Linked DNA regions of Mus musculus: region 2 is linked to region 1. The links are chromatin contacts, called in public HiCAR-type maps. All regions are on one chromosome and are shown on one strand. Each heading gives the region's core, a stretch centred on a gene start, on an enhancer-like site or on the middle of the called end of the contact. The rest is flanking DNA. Distances are from core to core; before and after follow the strand shown.

Region 1 (7,077 bases), core at 1,979-4,478:
ATTACGGGAGGATTGCTGATGGGCAAACTGGCTCTGGACTGAAACATTAGTTTAGGATGAACTGCCATAGGTGCACCACAAAGAAGTCCCAAGAATCCACCATTCCTTTTGGAGGGGCCTGCCAGGATTGTGGGTCCACTCGGAAAGTGCAAGGCGATAAAGACCGTTTCAGGAAAACATTTGACAAGCCTTCTGTTGTGCCTTTGGCTAAGAATGAGACCAAAGGGGGAGCAAAGGTAAACGAAAGGCAGCCGTTAGGTAGCTAGCATCTGCCGTGACTGGAAATGGATGGATCCACGCCAACACAGAACCAGTTACCTTCTCTATGGTTTCCAACCTACCTTCAGTCTCAGTGCTTTACACGCAACTCTATTATAGCAATTATCACACTACATAATAGTTAGGTAATTGCATGTCTATTATTCCCCATGGCCTGTGAGCATCCCCAAAGGAATGATTATATTCTAGTTATCTCATTATCTCTAGCAAGAAGTACAAGACCAGCACAGAGTAGATACTTTGACACATATGTTTTTAACTGAACAAAAACTTTGAAGGCATCACATTAATAATTACAGATGGCTCAAAGCTGAAAGAAAGTGCTGATACGTTGGGTGATAAAATTTTAAACACAATGAATGAATGAATGAATGAATGAATGAATGAATCCATCCATGACAAGCTGGAACCATAAGCCAGTAGTTACATAATTAAATTTAATAGCAATATAAGTAATATCCAGTATTTGAAATTGACTGAAGTACAGACACAAGATGACCTGATGACAAGCGGGAGGCTGTTTTGAGGGATGCCCAATGTGAGCCAATGGGGTGCAATGCTGCTGTATTCTGAGAACTTCCTACGGGCCCACTTTAGAACTGGTCTAGAGGGCAGCCACGACGCAAAAAGATGAGAAGACCAGGTCATGGGGAAAAAAAACAGTAGAAGTAATGGGAAATATTTAGGTTGGGAAAAAAAGAGAATCTTTCAGAATGAGTAACAGCAAGATGGACATGTCGGGACACCTGAATTTGCCATCATTAGTGCACAGACACAAGGGTGTCCATTCTGCTAACCAAGTTCACATGCACATGCATGTGCACACATACATATACACACAGTGTCCAGGATGCTTATCCATCTACCATGCTAGTCTTCAATTTGAGACAGTGTAACATCATGACAGAGATTTCAAGACAGTGTTTGTTTGTTTGTTTGTTTGCTTGTTTGAGTTTGGTTTCACAGGTTTGAGTGACAGTTAAATTAATATGTATTTTCAGGTCATTCTAAGAGATTAAATCCCTGGGAGGTAAACTACTACAAGATAACTGGAATAACCTCCAAGGCTCATCTGGGAAGAAGTCTGTATATAACCACCTGTCTGATGCATCTTTTGAAAAGGATGGCTTGGATGGACCACTGTGGCCAGCACACCTATCACTACTCAGGACTCACTTAAGAGTGAGCTCAGAGGACCCACAGATCTAGGGCACGACTCACAGTGGTCAGACCGCAACAAGCAAGGCAGACCAGGACCATCACTCACTATCAGCTTAAACTGTACAAGTACCATCTTAGTTAAGGTCTGTAGTGCTGTGGTAGAACCTGCTGACCAAAACCAACTTGAGAAGAGTATATTTTAACTTACAGCTTATAATTTATCAACTATGGGAGTTAGAGCAGGAACTCAAAGCAGGAACCCAGAGGCAGAAATGGATGGGGGAAGTGCTGGCTCACTGGCCTGTTCTTTGTGCTGGCCTACAGGACTACAACCCAAGAGTATAAGTGCCCACAAGTGAGCTAGACCCTCTCACATTAATCCTTAATCAAGCCAATGTGCCACAGGCTTGATAGGGGGAATATCTCAATTATGGTTCCCTTTTCCAAAATAACTCTAACGTGCATCACATGGATATAAAACCAGCCAGCACAAACACATAAAAATATCGAAGCAATTGAGGACCAACTTCTAAACTCTGCGGCAATGCCCTCATTCTTCAGCACGCTGACTCCCGGGCTAGCTTCGTACACATTTTAGCATGTTCACACTGTATGACTGTATGTCTGCACACACACTCATGCCCACAAACACAAAACAAAGACATGGCACTCCATATTTAATATGTCAGATATGCCATTTTTCTGATCATCCTTTAAATACCTCCAATAAACGCTTGTATCACAAGAGATACACATATCTGATCTTAGAGGAAGATTTCGAACGGTATGTAGAATTTGAAAGTAAACTAAAAATGTGACTTAGGTTCAGTAACATAAATAAGCAAGTCCGGCTTTTGATGCATTTTTGCCTAGATATAAAATATCATCTGTTTTTGTGATAAACTTCCCAGCACCATTAATCACAACAATCCACATTCAGATTAAAGCCATGAAACAGAACCACTGTGTCAAGATTCATACAAACTGATCTTTTAACAGATTGGGGAGAGGGCATACATTAAAATCTGAAGAATGTGTTACACAATAAAACATCTGTGAGATCTTAGGCACTTGGGAAGACAGAACCCTGGGTTTTGAAGTGCACAGGAATTAAATGTTAAACACAACTCACAGCCTGCCCTGAAACAATGAATACATCATAAAAAATATTTCTTTTTATAGCCACAAGGCCGAGAGTTTTGCTGTTTATATCTATCCCCGCATACGAATCCAGAGCGCTGCAAGGACTGTCCCTTCTGACTTCACTGGGAAGCTGGACAGGGGAGTCTGCCTGGGTTCCTTTCCGCGGAGTTCAGTTTGTGTCCAAAACTGGCTCAAGACTCAGTTTTTTTCTTCAGACACTCCACTGCTGCCTGCCAGTTGCATAGCTCCAAGCATTTCCCTTCCAGCTACAGATATTAAAATGTTTTGTTGTTTTAAAACTTGATTTAGAACTGCTGTAGATAGCTTTTTTTTTTTTTTTCTTTTCACTTCAAGCTCCCCTAGGTCAGCAACCTCCAGTTACGTTCAAAAAGTACAAAGATCCCATTGCATCCTGAAAACAAGAACAGGGGCCAGGGAACCTTGAGGCGACAGACTCTAGATTAGCCACGTCAGGCATTTTCTAGTCCCAAAGAAGGTTTCACATGGTCTGTGCAGGGGCCAAATGATGCACATGGTCACCCTGAGCTTGCTCCCTGCATCCTTCTCTGGTGACCTGGCCCACTGACCTCCACGAACCAAAGTCCCAGTGGAGCTGAGCAAGGAGGACAAGCCTTGTGACTCGCAGGGTTCACTCTGTGCTACCCGGGGCTCTGCTCTTTGGGGAACAAGCCAGCAAGCCATGAAGTAGTCTCAGTTCCCATTTGCTCCTTCTTTCAAATGTCCTTGTCTCCCTGAGAAAAAGCCACAAGAAAAACAAGGCAGATAGGCCCCCACTGAAAACCATAAAGCCGTTAGCACTGCGATGTCGCTCAAGGTTACCATTTCAGCCTTTGTAATAAATACAAAGGAGGGAAGTCGGAGGCAGGGACCACAACATAGGACAGAAAGGACTGAAGAAAGCGCTAACCTCAGAGTTCCCGGACTCATGAACGTATGCACTCTTTGCTCTCCTTCTCTCATTCGGAGACTCACTGTCCTGGATGACAGGAGGGGTGTATAAGTGTTTAATTTCACTACAGCCGCAAGAGACTTTCTCCAAAGAACATCCTTGTGAAGTCAAAGTTTATATGATAGCTGTAAATGGTGAGGTGGGGGAATTTTTTCTTTTTTTTTTTTTAAAGCCAGCAACCTTGATTATTAAGAACATTTTGTAAGGGAAATAAAGGAAGCAGAACATTTCATTGACTATTATTTAGATAAGACCATTTCTTTCATCTCCTGTTCCCTCTCCTTTCCTTCTTAAATGTTTCCCTGGGTGACCTAGAACTCACTGTGTAGACTGGCTTCAAACCCACAGAGATCCAACTGCCTCTGCCTCCTGAATACTGGGACTAAAGGCTTGAGACACCATACCAGGGCCTAAACAAGACAATCTTAAACTCAATGTCTGTATCAGAAACCATCTGGAAAACATATATGTTAAATCAAACACAAAATACACAATATCAAAATAAAATTGGACATAAAGTTTTACAAAATCCACAATTACTTTAAAATGTTGAAAGTTTTCTAAAACAATCAAAAACCTATCAAAAGTATACTATTATTATGTAGATATTTCAATAAACTGATAAAAATAAATTCTTAAAACAGGTTCTCAGTAATGTTTCAGAAAGCAGAGAGACTAGATTGGACCAACTGTTTCCAAAACGAGAGCTCCCACAGGTGAATGGGATGGTGCTATTCCAGTGGCATCCACATCTACCCAATCACACTAGCAGGGTATCAACTTTAACAACACACTGTATGCAAACACTACAACACGACAGACCATTAGAATCCTTAACATTCGGATACTATGCAATGCTTGTGCACAAAGCAGTACAAACAGGATTTCCTTTTCTCTATGAAGTAAGAAACCATAACTTTGTTTTAAAATGAGTTTCTTTATACAATCGTGTATAATGTAATAGAGGAAGAATATGGCCACGGATTTCTGACAAATGCCTGGGTAGATAAACCCAAATTCACCTCTTACTCCCAGCCATAAATGTTTTCTTAATTGCCTTGGCACTTGATAAGCAAGTCAGTTCAGAGCAGGGCACAGACTGACTCAGATAAAGAACCCCCAAATCATGCTGTATATAAAACGTCTCAGACTAGAATGAAGGAATGAAGTGGGCTATATGTAACCGGGCAAAGCAGCACCCTTTGGCTCCCATTAAGAAACCAAGTTTACTATCAAAAGCACTAGAGAGACATTGGGAAGACTGCCAAAGTCGAAGCACGGAATCTTCAACTACCTAAAGCAGGACAAAATGTGGCTTTGAACTTGAACTTGAACTTGAAATGTGGTGGGGAGAGAACTGTTAAGCATGCTTAACTCCAAACTTGAGCATGGCAAAGGCCGGTAACAGTCACTCCGTATAGAAGGAGGCACTTTCACCTGGCATCTGCTGTGTGCATAGCACATCACTTGGGTAGAAATGAGACGACTGGATGCGGGTCATCCCTCGAGGCCTGTATGCCTGCATATATTTCTGGATCCTTTCGCAGACTTGAAAAAACTCAAAGTAACTCCACGGGGCAAGAAGCTCTTGCATTCAGTACTGCTTGTCTTTCATCCATTTTAGTCCTGCTACAACCAGGGTGAAGACAACCTAGTGAATGTTAAAACCAAACCACCACACTGACACGAACACAATAAACTCAGTGTGGGGAGCAATAGAGCTTTTTGATGGAACTGAAGAAAACAGCTGTGTTTACATCAGTTTGGGGCCCGGGAGTGACTACATTTCAACTCTGCACCGGCAGAAGCTGCCTGCAGCCTTTCCCTTTGGGTTGGATGGTTTCCAGTGCTCACAATCCAATCCTCTTACCACTCTCTCATGGACACACACACAGAAGGAGAAATGACTAGAAAAATTTAGGTCGGTTCAAAGATATGCCTAAATAATTTTGATCTTTTGTCTATTTCTACACTTAAGACACAACTACCTCAGCTCTCAGCACCACAACTACTTAAAGGGATTTTCATTTGTTAAAAATCGCAATTACTCCAACAATAGCTTAAATGTTTGTGAAGTAGACTCTGTAGACTGAAAAGAGCAACAGCATCACAGATAAGCCACGTTTGAGAAACCTTAACCTATGCACATTGGGCAGATCAAGGCTCTACCCTGCTCTGACAATTAAATTCCCAACAAAGATACCTGCGTTTTTACCTTCCTGGAGTCTAGCCATTCCAACAGGCAGACTCAGCCTCATTAATACAACAGAAGTTAAATGATTATCTAAATTGGCTTGGAAAATTTGGGAAGAAAAATAGAAAAAGAATAAATAAAATTAGCACTCTGCCCTCTTTTCTAAATTATGAACTTGTTAATAATATATTCATCTCACCTTTGCTCTGGCAAGCAGCCACCAGATTTAAGATTAAGAAGTCTTTAAAAATGACGTAGACTCTAAATTTGCAATCTGTCATTAGCCCAGAGGAAAATGAGAACATGGAGCCAGACATGGTGGTGCACACTTCTAGTCCCAACACTTGGTAGGTAGAGGTAGGTGAATCTCTGAGTTCAAGGCCAACCTGGTAAAAATAGTGAGTTCCAGGACAGCCAGGGTCACATAGGGAGGCCCTGTATCAATCAATCAATCAATAAAAATCAGACAAACAAAAAAAGAAAAAGAACAGAGGTACAGAAGGGTCCTGGTTTAATATCCAACACCATGTAACAAAACCGCCCAGAAGACCACAGAAATGAACGCACAGCAGTGGATTCCCCACTACAGAGGTCACCGATGGCAACTAGTAGACAGACAGAATATATATTATTACACCTTCTTATATACTACTTTAGATAAAAATGACTTAAAAGAATGAAAGGGGGAAATGCCTTACTTTTTATTCCCTCTAAGGCCTGGCTGGAAAACGGACGCACAGGTATAGTCTGGATAACAGAGGGCTTGGGTAAGATCAGCCCAGCGAGACGAACTGAAGTCTTAAAGGACGGTAAACAACCCAAAGCGGTACCGCACACCCGGAAACACACATACACAGTGGATTTCAAACTGCAATTATTCCCCTTGCTTTAGAGGCAGACACTTCCGAGTGGACTTCCTTTCATGTTAATGCTGCCCTTACTTTCCCTCTTCTTGCTGCTTTCTATGAAACCTGCTCCCTACCAATGGCAGAGCCATCCATTTTCAACCTTCCGCAAAATCAAGGTTGGAGAGAGGACCCCCCACCGAGATGGTTTTGAGATCACCTTAGCATGAACCACAACTGGGCTATGCTGAGAGATTTCTCACTCTTTATATAATGTATCTGCCGTGCATATTTCTTTTTCATTAATTGCACGCTGCTGCACAGACAGATTAACTCTCGTTTCTTCTATTAGCAAGCAACGAGGTTTTGAAACACTGCATATTAAATCAACAGACCTGAAAACACCTTAATCTTAGCATTTTAAGTTCTTAATATGCAGCCCTAATGATCAGTTGTATGTGATTATGTGGCAACTGCTAGAGTTC
Region 2 (7,039 bases), core at 1,462-3,961, 840 kb before region 1:
CTAGGTGAATATGTTTGGGCATGGTTGGATGTGGAAGATGCTTGACCTTCTTTGATGGAAAGGATGGAGGAAAGCAATTTCCAAACTTCAACTCACTCTCGAGGTAGCATAATTTATTTTTGAGCACTGCAGTGTGGTCAGTGACATGTACAAAAGCCAGGTCACATTCCAGGGTATTTGTAAGAACACAGGTATCGCTTGATGCTGTGAGTCTTGGGGGCCTCCACAAAAGCCCTGTGATTCTTTGATCAACTATTTCTTCATCTACAGAAAGATGTAAGGAGGGGTTTAGGAGATGGGAATCATTGTGGCATGAAGTTCATTTTTCTGCTTAGACTTGTAAGATAGGTGAGGCAATAAACGCATTTCCTCACTACTAGAGTATATTTGATCAGATTTTCTGTCCCTCCTAGTGAAAAGTGCCCTAGTTCATTTACCAAATGGAACAATCTATGAAGTTATTGAGCAGTGCTTTCTCAGACATGACTCTAGGGAGAGTGGTCAACAATCGGTCAATCGCATCACTCAATTGATCAGGATATAAATAAAGGCTGAAGAACTGAAGCAACTACTTGTTTAGTCTTTACAAACTAAGGGTACTGAGAGGAAAGGGTGGGGCTCAATGGACTCCTTATCTTTGAGGAAACTTTATGGTTTGGGATCAGAAATAACTCATCTCTTCTATCCAGGGAGAACAAGAAGGTACTCTTCCACTGAGACAAAAACAAGAAGGTTCAAAAGAAGGGCTCAGAGCCTGGAGCCTGCAGATTCTTACTCTTGAAGAAGATAGAGTTCCTGGCTAGAAGCCTGAGTGAGCCCTACTATTTAACGTGCACATGTTTCTGTCTGGGTTGGGAAATAAACAGCCAAAGACAGTCAACGGGGCTAGATCTGTGATACAGGCCTGTAATCCAAGCTTCTCAAGAGGCTGAGGCAGGAAGGTCACAAGTTCAAAGTCTGCCCTGGGATACAAAGTGAGTTTAAAACTAGTCTAGGTAGTTTAGGGAGAGCTATCTCAAAATAAAATGTAAAAAGAAGGCTGAGAATATACTTCAATGGTAGAGCACCTACCTATAGGTAAGTTACATGTACTGTGTTCAATTCCCAGTACCACCGAAGAGAAATGGGGTGGGCAAGGAGAGGAAGAGGGACGGGGGACAAACAAAGAGGTAGTTCGTCTCTACCATCACTTGTGGCAAAGACAACTGAGCTGACTGTAGTCCAAGTAGGTATTACAAAAAGTGGCCAGCTTTCAAATCTCTTGCCCTTGTTCATGGCGGTAACTGTTCCAAACAAAATTCTGGTAATAAGAAGCTATAGGTTTGTGGCACTAGGCAATGAGGGGTGAAAGTAGAAGACATATAGTTAAGAGCTGGATCTCCTGGACAGACAACCACAGAGTAGAAGGGTCCTCCTGAACCCACCCAGAGACTTGACTTGTATGAAGACCACACAAGAAAGATTCCCAAGGGAGGGAAGGGATTAAAATAAAAATTGAGATTGATGCTTTAAAGTAAGTGTAATGAGTTTTAGTGGCTCAAAGTGACTGGAAATTTATGGGATCTATCCCAGATGGTATTAAGTGACAAGAAATGAAGAATGGATTAGGCATGGTTGAAGGCAGTGACTGGAAGAAATAAATCCTTTATGTATTTATACCACACTGAGCGAACTGTTCATCAGCTCTGTGGGGATACTGGAGAACATCTCCTTCTTCATTCCGGCAGCAGAAAATGGTCCAATGATCAAAAACTTTAGCAGATTAGAAGCAGCCATAGTGAGTGTGGCACCGGTACCTTCCCATCCATAGCCGCACTGCCTTGGTTGTCTTCTGAGACATCTGGTTGAGAGAGGGCCACAGAGAGATTACAGTGTATGTCTAATGCTTGCTTAGGATGCATTAACCAAGAATCAATACAGACCTTCATTTTGAGAAGACGTGAGAAAACAATCTACTTTTCCTGCATGTAATTTATGTCTCTTGTTCTTTTCTGCATGTTAGGAGACATTATTTTTTAAAATTTAAAGTCTAATTCTAAAAATGTTATGCTCTTTATCCCTCGTGATTTTTCTTAGGATCACTGAACTATGGGATAATTCTGGAAAGGGTGATGTGATAAGGCCCAATAAGAGAAGAAGCCATAGGTGTTTCATTGAAATATGTAGGGAGTTTTTAGCTAGTTGGGATCCTGACAGAATGTAGAAGATGTGGGTGGGCTGCAGAGAACTCCAGAGTGCCTGTCAAAAGATGCAGCTGCTACTCCGTTCCTGCTGACTGTTGCCATGTGAACACCACACCTGGTTTAGCCAAGTCTTCCAATTTCTCAAGATAAATGAAAATTTTACTTTTTCATATAAATTTTATTATTTTTAAGCATTGGCAACTACTCAAAACATTTCAAGTACTATCACAGCCAAACAAAGCACATCTGTGGGCTGATATGGCTGGTGGGTTGCCAGCAACCTCTGGCATAGGTAATGGGAGAAGGTGGTCAGAACTGAAATATGGGATGAAGGCTCCAGGATTGTTGATCATTATTGCTGCTAAATGGGCTCTGGATGACTCCCGGGCTGGAAATGAGAACGTTGTAGGAGGTCTGAAAACTAGGAGAAGCCAGTCAAATTTTACTAATGCTGAGGAATGGGGTACTGGTACTCCCAGGATGATGTAACTCACCACATGTAAGCTGCAAGAATAACTCTTTCAGGCATCCATCCCTGGGATGGGCAGGGAGACCAAGCGCCAGCTGAAGCATCTGCTTTGGTGAGGTGCATGTTACCAATCCGGGTCTACCTCAGTGAAGACCAAGAGGATGCAAAGTGAAAAGATAAATCCAGGCAGAAGACAGAATTTCATGAAAGCCTCCAGTGTCAGGGTTACCTTGGGCGAGGAAAACATTACAAATGCAACTTTTCTTAAGCACAGAGAAAAATCGTTTAGAGCCAAAAGGCCAAATGTCTTCCTCTCCTTGGACAGTGTTTTGGGTGGAGGTGGACTGGACAAGAGCTGGCCCACTTACAGAAATGAGATCAGAGTCGACTACGTGTGGTTCTAAGAAAATGCTACTCGGAGAAACCGACCAGGAGGTGAGCATCATGTTTGGACATCAAACTGAGTTGGATCTGTGCATTTCTTAGTTTTAATATTTTGGGGGAATTTTAATGAGTACTGTATTTACAGTCTTTCTTCTCTTCCTTCACCTCTTTCCAACTCCTTCCAAGTCTTCTCTGCTCCACTTTGTGACCTCCCTATCAAAGTATTTTGCCATGCACATAGATATTAATACACAAGTGTAAGCTAATAAGTCTGTATACTGTTGCTTACTTTATTTTATTTTAGAACCGAGTTCTGAGTACTGAATAACCAACTATGGGGCTGGTTCCCGAGGAAGACTGAGTTTCCCTCTCTCAGCAGCCAATAGTTCCCTGTAGCTTTCCATCTAGGGATCTGTGTATTTCCAAGAGAACACTCATCTGGCGTTGGCATTGCTCAGTTGCCTCCTAATTATTCTCCATGAATTTGAACTTGACCTCTACAGTTTAGTTCTGAACACAAGACCAAAGCCATACTTTAGAGACTTAAGTCTGATTATATCACTGTCTCTGCTATAAACTTCCAGGGATCACTTTTCATCTAAAAACCAATCCCAGAGCCTTTAAAAGGTCAAGGTCCCCTATCTGTTCTCGATTTCCTTATTTGGTGTCATCTGCTTCATCCCTAACCATCTTACTCATCTGCTAGAGCCAGACATGCTGCCCTCTCAGCCATTCCTGAACGTGTCCAACATCCCCTTTCTGTCTTCTCCACCTCCCCAACATCCACCCACTGGATTTCTTCAGTTTATTTTTTTTCAATCTTGCTCAGATTAGCCTCTTCTGAACCTCTCAGTGCCTATCAGCAGCTCAGCATCCTGCCTTGCTCCATATCAGTATGATTGTGGCTCCCAAATCATTTACCAGGACCTGGCAGATTTTCTTTGTATTTATCTATTCATATAACCATTTATCCCCCCAAGAGACCGCATACCTCATTTAGGGTTTTATCTACTGCTCTGTCCCCTAATCCTACAGCCTGGCCTATAGTAGGTGCTTGATAAATATGTGTTGAGTGAAGAAGTGAATGGAAGAGCAAATTAAGGAAACATTGAGTGACATCTGAGTAAATTAACAGAGACCGGGGAAGTACTTAGGCAAATATTCAGAGAGATTTAAAACATTGGTGTGTTCCCAATGCTTAAAAACATAATCGTGTAGTCTATTCCCCTCTGGTGATGAGTAATATTAGTGACACAAGGTTGAAAGGGTGGGTGGCTGCTTTCTGGAAAGGAGGAAGGCTGACTCCTTGAAACTGTTGAAAGATCAGAAAGGAGTAGGTAGGATTCCAGGCTTGCATGAAAACTTGGCTAGAGAGGGGCCCATATGTGGGTTTACAACAGAGAGGACATGATGTCTACAAGCCTGCTGAGATTGTGCCAGAATCTGCAATCAGAACCTATGACTTTTCTGTATTTCTTAACTTTCAGCAGAAAAAAAAATCCCACAATTTAGATATATTTCTTCAGAATGCTGCCTGTCATCGGAATCTAGTATTGACAACAGTCTTTGGGGATTCCTAGTGGGCTTGCCTAATTTGCTGAGAATTCTTTTCTTCTGTAATACATATTTATAAAACATGAGAGAGAGAGAGAGAGAGAGAGAGAGAGAGAGAGAGAGAGAGAGAGAGAGAGAGAAACATTTGAGGTATTTCTCCCAAAGCTATTTTTTTCTCTTTCTCTTTAAGATAAACAACATGTTGAAGCACACATCTATTATTTCTTTCTTTCTTTCTTTCTTTCTTTCTTTCTTTCTTTCTTTCTTTCTTTCTTCCTTCCTTCCTTCCTTCCTTCCTTTCTTTCTTTCTTTCTTTCTTTCTTCCTTTCTTCCTTTCTTCCTTTCTTCTTATCTACCCGATGAGGCTAGGAATGGGTGGAAGAGGCTAGACATAGGATGAAGTAACTTATCATCTAATATTAGCTATTTAACATCATGTTAATCAAACAGCCTTAACTAAAAAAGACTGGGAGAGAAAGGTGACTCTTATGTGACCACAATGAATGTCTATATTTGTGATGTGCAAGAACTTACCATTTTTAAAACTTAAATTATATTTTAAAATTTAACTTTATTTAGTTTCAAAGGTTTTTCAAGTGCCAGTGCAAAAAAAAAAAAAAAAAGCTTTGTTTTTTAGGATAATTTATTTTAATTCAAGTTTAATAAACTCAAGATGGGGAAATGACTCAAAAACAATGAAATGTGTTTTCTTAAGCAAGCGTATTAGGTTATAATACAAAGAAAACATGTGAATGAAACAGCAAAGGATACCATTTTTAATTAGAATATTTTATGGTCTGGTTTTCCTTGTACAATATATAGAATTATGTACCCAATTCCCATTAATACTAATGGGAACAATGCACAAAAGCTCACCACATACAGCAAAATGTGACTTGAGACCAAAGAGCTATTTCACTCTGTGCCATTGACCTTAATGTCAATTAGGCTGTCCTTTACCTCTGTGGAACTTTCCCTGACCTCTTGATAGTAACTGAATACTCTGTTCTTTGACTCTGTCTATAGAATCCTGTGGATTTTACCATTTCTTGATTCTGTTGCTTCTAGCCTAACTTTACATTTAAGACACATATTGTCTTTATCCTTATTCATTCATTGGCTCATTTAGGAGAAAAGCAGAGGTGGATGTAGCATTTCCATCCCTTCCCAAGGGAAAAGCAGAAATATCAAATTTCAATCAAGAATTAAAATTTGTTAAATGAGGTTGCTCAGATATATTGTTCTTTTTTAAAAAAATTATGTAGTATGTATGCATGTATGTATGTATTATGTGAGTACACTGTTACTGTCATCAGACACACCAGAAGAGGGCATCCAATCCCATTACAGATGGTTGTGAGCCACCATGTGGTTCCTGGGAATTGAACTCAGGACCTCTGGTAGAGCAGTCAGTGCTCTTATCCACTGAGCCATCTCTCCAGCCTGACAAATTGTTCTTTGCTTTCTTTTTGTCTCTATCACATAAGGCCAAATGCTTCTAAGAATTCCACCTTTGTCATTTGTTTAAGGTATCACCTCTGGAAAGATCTGGAAAGTTTTCAGGAGGAGGTGAGGTTGATGTTCATTGGACATTGAGGGCTTGAAAGCAAACTATAGACACAGAAGGTAGATGATATTGGTGGAAGATAGAAGAATTCCTGGAGAAGCAGTAGCCTGAGGTTCAATGAGAAAGCGAGCAGGAATGGAAACCACGGAAGAGTCTGAACATGGATCAGGGTAAAGGTAGATGTGTGTGGAAAGGAAGTATTGAAAAAGGTAGTGTAGGTATTTGATTAGCAGGCTGAATTAATTAGGAGTAATATCATCTTCAAGAAACAGAAACCTGATTAAAGCACAAAAAAATGATTTTGGGGGTATTTTTGTTTGTTTGTTTTAATTGTAAAAAAGAAATATCCAGAATTAGGCAACCTCAGAATTGTGTCAGCAAGTCAACAGAATCCTAATGGACTGAAGCTTTCTACTTGTCCTGTGCCATTTTCAAGGATGTTCTCTTGTGTCTCCTTTTGGTTGTAGGATAGGAGCTCCAGGCAGCATGCCTACATTTAGGATGGGAGAGAGGCAATGACTTGTATTCCTTGAAGAGAAGAACAAAGGCTTCCTTGCAGTCCTCCAGTAGTCTTACATCACAGTGTCCAAAGCTGAGTCAATGGACTGAAGTAGAGGGAAAGAAAGCTGCATCCTTTCCAGCCTTTGCAGTGAGGATGTCAACGGGGAAAACTGGAAATGCTGTTGCCCGTGCTAGCCAACCTGCCCACACTGACTGGGGATCAAATGGATGTTGCTGGAAAGCAGCGTTTACTGGATGTTTACAATGGAGAAATGGTACAGAAGTAAGGCTTTAATATGAGTAATAAGTGGTATACAGAATCGATCTGGGGAACTGAGAAAATGGGGGAAGGAAGGAAGGGAGGGAGGGAAGGAGGGAGGG

The links. HiCAR-type assays count read pairs that join an accessible place to other places.
Region 2: a contact with region 1 is called in a HiCAR-type map of fibro-adipogenic progenitors, with 4 times the contacts expected there. The contact joins two enhancer-like sites. A contact is called at or near these places in 1 of 484 Hi-C or Micro-C datasets (cerebral cortex) and 1 of 115 datasets of contacts at active chromatin or transcription factors (fibro-adipogenic progenitors).

Annotation. Positions count from the first base shown.
Region 1 is chr13:113,946,007-113,953,083 of GRCm38.p6, reverse strand. All of the region lies in intron 3 of Arl15 (ADP-ribosylation factor-like 15), which reads right to left. Among named protein-coding and RNA genes, the nearest start is that of Arl15, 160 kb to the right of the region's middle. Within about 2 kb of position 3,228, at least 30 of the 459 cell types and tissues checked have an H3K27ac peak or open chromatin away from gene starts, as enhancers often do. A contact at or near this core is called in fibro-adipogenic progenitors, where this site is marked.
Region 2 is chr13:114,784,178-114,791,216 of GRCm38.p6, reverse strand. Gm34790 (a long non-coding RNA gene) reads left to right here. Exons shown (of 3, transcript XR_382937.4): 2 at 2,978-3,087; 3 at 6,625-6,983. Among named protein-coding and RNA genes, the nearest start is that of Gm34790, 31 kb to the left of the region's middle. Within about 2 kb of position 2,711, at least 8 of the 459 cell types and tissues checked have an H3K27ac peak or open chromatin away from gene starts, as enhancers often do. A contact at or near this core is called in fibro-adipogenic progenitors, where this site is marked.